Regions from separate parts of the Gossypium hirsutum genome. Here region 1 is linked to region 2. The links are chromatin contacts, called in public Hi-C maps. All regions are on one chromosome and are shown on one strand. Each heading gives the region's core, a stretch centred on a gene start, on an enhancer-like site or on the middle of the called end of the contact. The rest is flanking DNA. Distances are from core to core; before and after follow the strand shown.

Region 1 (3,548 bases), core at 288-2,787, 170 kb before region 2:
TATATACCACGACAGCGGAATGTGAATTCATACCATGTTCAACTCTAAAACATCTTCCAGAATGGGGTGACCAACAAAAGTTGCATTCAATCCATTTAATTTACAACCTGCTTCCTCATTGGGAAGTATACAGAACACATAATCCACAAATTTAGATAGGCCTTTGAGTCTTGCTTCACCTCCTTTCCATGCCCAGAATGATGGTGCAACATAATGAAAGAGTACTGGTCTATCTGACCTTTGTTGGTTGTATCTAGCTGCAAAAAATAAACATTCCTTATGTTCCGGCACATAATATTGCACAGACAATATGCAAATACACAAAAAATTGATCCTAACTCCAACAAATTGGTGATATTACCCCGTAACTGCTTAAGTAGACGGAAAGAAAATCCCTTGGAGTCCACCGTCACAACCACGTGAGGCTGGAACTGTAATGCAGCCTCCACAGTTTCCTTCAATTTTACCTGACATTTCATCAAATACAAATGGTCCATCAGTAGTTTAGTGCAAAGTTTTTTTTTTTTTTTTTCAAGGAATCCTCCAGGTTCATTTTATGGTCCACGAAGACTAATCTTTTCAGGATTCATGGCTGCCTCTCCCAACAAAGTCATCTCTGAGATTCGAACCTGAGTTCTCCCTTTGGAAGTGCAATGTGCCTTAACCAACAGTTGTTGGTAGTGCAAACTTTTATGGTAAAGGTTCAATCACCTTGGTTCCAAACTACTCACTCTGAAATTATAGAAGTGTGGTAATAATTCCCAGATTCCCATTACCGCAATATTCTCCATTGGGAACAAGGATTTCATGCCTTGATTGGACATCCTGGACCTTATTATATACACAGAGAAAATACTTTAGAAAGAACCCCATGAGAGTTCAGATAACTAACATCAAATTGATTCTGCCAAGTTGCCTAGTTGCAACACATATGGACATAAATCTCCCCCGCCCCCCCCCCGCCCACCTTTTTTTAATCTACTGAAACAGATAGATGATATAAAGAATGGAAATAGCTTTCCTGAGTTCTTTCACGTATGCCCTTTCCTTTTTACTTATTTTTGTTACTCTTTTTCAGCAAAAATAAATAAAACCCATACTCAAAATTCACCTAGCTAATGCTAAAAATACAAAGGCAATGATATATAGTTAAAAAGCATACCCGCCTACACCCGAGAAGCGGATAGGAAGAGGGGAAATCTTGTTTAAGGAAGCCATAAGACGAGAGGCAATGGAATCTCCACTAACCTCTCCTGCAACAATGAACACTCTCAACTCCCCTTCACTGGCGGCTCTGTCTATTAAGGATTTGCTTGAAACCCATAAATATCTCCTCAATGGGGTCTTCCAACAAATGCTATTCTTAAATATATTCACACATCGAATCGCTGCCAACCACATCGATATCTTCGGTATAGTATTTCTATGAGAACAGTTGAAAAGGAAATGTGATGGAAGCAAGAGTCGTCTAGTGCAGTTGCTGCAACACTCTTCCGCAGTTTAGTTTGCAGTTCGAAGAAAACAAGAGAGCAATGTAAAGGACCCAACAGTTTCGAGACAACAAAGGCCCATGTCTGATGCAAACATGGACTCACATAAATGGCCTGGTTAATATTATTAATTTTGGATATTAATTCCATATCTTCTATTTTTACTAGGAATATCAGTGGTTTTAGTTTCTATTTTTTAAAATTATTTTCTAATCAAATGATTTCTAATTAATTTTATCTTTTAATCAATACTTAAAAATAATTTATTTAATTTTTAATCATTTAATATATTACATAAAAATAATAATAATAATAATAAAGCTAACTTGACTAAATTAGTTTATGGTTATGAAGATGGATGTTGATTCTCATAAGCTTCATTTTGAAAGCACCATTTGCATTTCTTTACTAACATGTTTTCTTCTACATGAACCAAAAAGATAACATATGGCAAGAAAAGAAAAAAGATAACATATATAAATTTTACAATAACTTTTCCTGACAAACTTTTGCCTTCTTGCCTTTCTCCTTTCTGCTTATTATTTTATAAACTTTTTTAAATTTATTTTTCCTATAACATATTTTTAAATTAAATTAAATTTTATGAATATTATTAAAATGTTAAAATTTTATTCTATCCTCTTTACTTAAAGTAGAAGCTAAAATATTATATATAGTGTAACACTTCATACCCGACTCAATCGTCGGGTCTGAGCTACAAGATTTCACATTCGTTGCCAGAGCAACTACAGTCAAATAGAATCAATTTATACCAATGCACATTTAGTTACGAGCTATTCATGAATATGATGTGATTTACAAACCTTTCTGAGTCTTCAAGCTTACGAAAGCTTTAATGTTAACCTGAGATCGAATTAGGACCAAATCATAAATATTTCAAAATCTCAGGTTGAAATCGTGATGTCGAGGATTCCTCGTCACGACGTAACATACTAAGTAAATCTTGTCGTGACCTCGAGTACACATTGTCGCAACGTGAATCCTGAGCTACTTCTCGTTGCGATGTGACGAGACCTATAATAATACTTTACATTTCAATTACAACAAAAACAATAATACGCTAACTACATTCAAGCTAAAATATGCCAAAATGATACTTCAAAACAACATCAAGCAACTAAGTTTTAAATTCAACCATTTTCGATACAAAACCTGCTTAAACCCTATGTACATACCATATACTAATCAAAAGAGAACTTTACAAACTTTGCTGAGTCGCAGATTGCTAGCTAGATGTTGGATCAACTGCTCAATCTATCTGGAATCTACTATACCTGTGCATAGATAAAACAAACCTTACGCTGAACAATTACGATCAGTGATGATTTTCATATTTCTAGTCACAACATAAGCAATAATCAATATAAGAATTCAATCCAAATATGCTACAATTCAATTAAAACAATTTGCATATTCAATATAAAAATTTCATTCTACTACAAAATTCCATTTGATAGTCAAACTAACATTTATATCATCCATTCTATTAACAAAAATATAGCATATTTAATTCAATTACTTACATATACATTTATGTACCAATTTGATATTTAATCTCATTTTCATTCATATTTTATACAACTTCATCAATTCACATTGTCATTTATAGGCACATATGCTTATTCATTTACTATGATCATCATTTCATATCAAATTTCTATCATTTCTGAGCTTATAAGCTCATTTAACACAATCAGTCCCCAGGGTACACTTTTAACCATTTCGTATGGTCTTTCACATGCTATCAATTATCACATTTCATATGTGTGCAAATATATCAAATCAATTCACATTTCATTTCAATCAACCATATAGCCAAATCATGTTTAGATAACCTTATTAACCTGACTCAAATTTCAAGACGGAGACACAGATTAGTCAACCTACATCTTAATCTAGCATCATAGTGCATCATTGGATATATCGAAGGAAAGATACTAGCACACATAGTGCATCATCGGGCAAGCCAAAACAATTATACTGGCACACGAGGTGCATCATCGGACGAATCGAAGCAATTATACTGGCACACATGGT
Region 2 (4,154 bases), core at 277-2,776:
CCATGAAAGATGAGAAAAAGCTCCTTAGACTTATCTATTTATATACAGTCTCAGTCTTGTGTGCCATAAGTTTATCAAAGTAATAACAAAGGGATTTGGTTGATGTGTCGTTTTCTGTGCTTGTTTTGTTAGTAAATGCTTCCTTTTCTCTCTTCTTAATTTCTTTGAAATTGCTTTCAGAAAAATCCTTTGAAATTAAAGAATGTTTTTTTACTTTAAAAAAATAGATGTTTTGCAACTTTTAACCTTTCAAACTCATATTAAATTAAAATATTATCGTTAATTTTATTTTAACAAATATCGTTTCACGAGAAAAGATTGTATGAAGCAGAGATATTTTCTCTTTCCAATAATTTTATGTTTTAAAATTTTAATTTTAATTTGATTTGTTTCTAAAAAATAATAAAATTTAAGATAAAAATATTAATGTAACATAAAACTATTAAAAAATAAATACAGATGTCGTAACATCACTGTTCATACAATCCTTTCTCATCGTTTAACATGCAAAAGAATTGTACTTAATCTCACTATTCCTACTTCCTTAGAAGCTTGGGTATTTTTCCATCAAGGTTTAATATCGTGAGATTCTTTTTATAAAGCCATATATCAAGACAAAAATGAGCAAATATATTGTTAAAATAGAGAATTAAAATCTAAGTAAATCTTGAGATACCCTTTGATCTTATGAAAAGGAAAAGCTAGAAAAAGCTTAAATTGAAATTAGATAGTGCATCCAAATTTAATTTTTTTAGCAATAAATAAAAGTGAGTTTGGGACTTTAAATTATAACTTTTCAATAGAGATACTATAGATATCTCATTGGTAAAAGTTGGATTACATTTTATTCCTACTATTTATAAAATAATAAATTAGCCCTTATACATTAGAGAAAAGAGTATATTGATTATTGATCTGTTAAAAATTACATTTATTTTTACATTAAAAACCATGAGGTGCACATTACATGCTACATGTCACTATCTAATTATTCTACCAGCCACACTAAATTTTAAAATAGATAAAATTTTTAATAAAAAAATATCAATTTACTATTTAATCTAATATATAAAAATTAATTAATCTTATTTACCTTTAATTATAAAAGATTAATATTGAACAACGAATTTTATCTAACCCATGGATAGGGGTTTTTATTTTTCAAAACCCATAGATAGGTTTACGTACCTACCAATCACTATAAAATATTTTTCTTCAATAGGGCAGAAAAGAAAGGGAAATAACAAACAAAAAGACCCTAGGCCAAAGAGGGTTAGATACAAATGCCAAATGGGAGGGTAGCAGCAATGTACCACATAGTTTGACCATCCGTTTTGTCCCTCTCTTTGCACTTCCCAAACTCATATAAGAAAAAAGCAATAGCAAAAGCTACTGTAATTCCCTAATTCCCATGTCTTATAGTATGTATGTATGTATTAACTGCGGCAGTCTCAGAATGGAGAGGTTTTTGCATTGTTAGGTCAATCTCAAATGGTCCCCCCCTCTTATTTATTATTTATACTACGTGCCACGTGCCTTCTCTAATTACATTTAAGGGGCCACCCATGGCATTTGGCAGTGCAGTACAGTGCAGTGCAGAGCAGGGATATCTAAATCTTTAGTCAAAAAATATAATTCGGCCTCCATACATGCACTACAACTAATGCCATGGTCCAGCAGGAATGTCATGATTAGAACTACTAATTCTTTATCCAAATCCAAATCAGATCAGGACTTAAAAATTATGTTTTTATCAGTAAATAATGATTTGGATGTCTAAATAAAACCTCAAATAACAAATTTAAATATTTAAATAATAATATTTATTTTTACTATGAATAATAAATGTGATATCCAAATACACAAAGGCGCATTGAATGGTGTGAGGAAGGCAGTTGCTTTTTTGATGCCTTGAGTTTCTGAAATAAGCACGTCGTGGTTGTAATGGTTTTGCATGCATTTGATTGAGCTGAGACACAGAGAGAAAGGAGCAAAGCCACCTACCAACCCCATCTGAGCCTATTTATGAATAGTCATCATGACCTTCCATTGCCTTCTCACCTCACTCATTTATTACTTTCTGCAAATGCCCCTTCACTTCACGTTCTTTTTATTTCACTATTACCATTTTTAAAATAAAAATTACATAATCCTTGAATTTACCTTCCTAAACATCTTCAATTGGTTGATGGAAATTGTGAGATGGGGAAATCTTTCATTTTCAATCTGCAAAACAACCCTAAAATTAGCAGAGCAGGCAAAGTGTCTCAAATAGCTAAAGACAGGCAACATGAACCCTTTTTTGTCATCAACAATTTGTATGCATCTATCTATAAATTGCTCTGTTAAATACTAGGTCATACTGTATGTCTCCTATCTTATATAGGGAAATGGGATTTCACTCCGCACAATTCATCCAAACAGCTAAGATAGTCGGTATAATATTTGTATTCATCTTTTATTATGTTTTTATATAATTAATATCCGTACATTGTTTTAGATTTGCGGATATGTTGTGAATTGAGTATTAACTCGATTAGTATAGATATTGTTATTAATGTAAGAGGACTTTAGTTCAAGTGTGTCCAATTAGGGGTAAGCAAAATTTGATTCGATTCAAAAAACTCGATAAAAAATTTAAATTTTGAATTAAATAATTCAAGCTATTTTAGTTAATCAAGTTATTCGGATCAACTCAAATAAAAAACTAAATTTTTTGGTTTAACTCGAATATAAATTACACGTTTCGAGTTATCCTAAAATCCGAATAAGAAAAGGCAAAACTATGTCGTTTTGATAAATGTTTACCTTTTCTAAAGTTAAAAGTCAAAACCATTAAGTTAAAAGACAAAACTATGTCATTTTGATAAATGTTTACTCATTAAGTTTGTTTATGTGGTTAAATAATCTTATACTTCGTCTATTAGCTAAATAATCGGTCATTTAAATGCAACAATGAGTATACATAATATGATTCGTTAACTCATGTGAGTAAGATCGTGTAACATTATTGATGCGAGCCTCAAGGCCCAAAATCAGGCTCATGAACGTGATGGGCTCAAATTTTCTTAAGACCTAATAATGAGGTCAAAGGCCAAGCAAATCCGAGCAAGATTGAACGGGACCATCCAAGACTTCGTTACCAAGGCCTTAGATGCGCATACAGCCAAAAAAGAAAATCAAGATTCACTTTCTTATTTTCAAGAAAATCAAGAAACCAAATCTTGGTCCAATTTTGATGTTTCAGACAATTTCAAGAATAAAAAAATCAATATTTCAAATCTTAGAAATCTTGGTCCAAGAAACCGAATCTTGCAGCCAAGGTGCATTGGATTTCACATATGAGCTTGAATGAGCCAATTTCAAGAGCAACTGGATCACAAGATAAAGTTCTTGAAAAAATGGCCCATTAAGATGTCTACAAGCTCATCTTGAAGTTTGGAAAGTAATTTAATTGAATATCAGGCCAAATTATCAAAGTGACTCAAATTGTAAATTATTTAAACTATAGGTCCAATTTTATTTTAATAGGTGGACCATCATGTAAGAATTCATCTCAAAAAAACCCATTTAATTCCTTTGGCTAAATTCCCATGAAAAGTCCATACTTAAAATTATTTTGTTTTTTTATTTGATGAGTTGTCATTTTAGTTATTCCATTATGGTTAGGAAAACTTATTTTGGGGGCCTGTAAGTAGTATGGACGTTCACCCTTATAGATGAACAATTGATTTCTATTTTTTTAAAGTTAATAATAACTCTCTTTGAATTTTTCTTCAAGAATTGCTCATGAGTTTCTTTTAGAAGTTGTTTTAACAATCTTTGAGGTTGTGGGAATCATCTTCAAGCTTTTTCTCGCCAAGATCTATTTCTTAGAGGGGAAATTAGAGCCATTGAAAGGAGTTGTGGATTTTTAATGTTTCCAAGGCTTCTTAGGGCGCCATTTTCTCTTTTCTATCATTAATTTATTGTTTCTTGCTTATTTAAGTTAGTTCTTGTTGTTTTGGCTTGTTGCTTTTATTGATTTTCGTTCTAGGTTAATTTTTCTTCAAGAAAGACGTTATCCTATCTTGTTCCATCAAGAAACACATCAAAATTAGGAGTTTTAATCTTTTTCTTATTGCTTGAAACATTGTTGCACAAAACAGTTTGCA

What was found. Hi-C and Micro-C count contacts between places; a contact is called where the count stands out from the background.
Region 1: a Hi-C map of leaf shows a contact between it and region 2, with 1.7 times the contacts expected there. The contact joins the promoter of LOC107955723 here to the enhancer-like site in region 2. A contact is called at or near these places in 4 of 34 Hi-C or Micro-C datasets (anther and leaf).

What each region holds. Positions count from the first base shown.
Region 1 is chrD07:51,109,111-51,112,658 of Gossypium_hirsutum_v2.1, reverse strand. It overlaps LOC107955723 (probable lipid-A-disaccharide synthase, mitochondrial), which reads right to left and starts at 1,537. Exons shown (of 9, transcript XM_041097798.1): 1 at 1,163-1,537; 2 at 777-831; 3 at 362-467; 4 at 34-257. The coding sequence starts at 1,401.
Region 2 is chrD07:50,936,538-50,940,691 of Gossypium_hirsutum_v2.1, reverse strand. No RefSeq gene overlaps it. Among protein-coding and RNA genes, the nearest start is that of LOC121219525, 40 kb to the right of the region's middle. Within about 2 kb of position 1,526, at least 1 of the 9 cell types and tissues checked has an H3K27ac peak or open chromatin away from gene starts, as enhancers often do. A contact at or near this core is called in leaf, where this site is marked.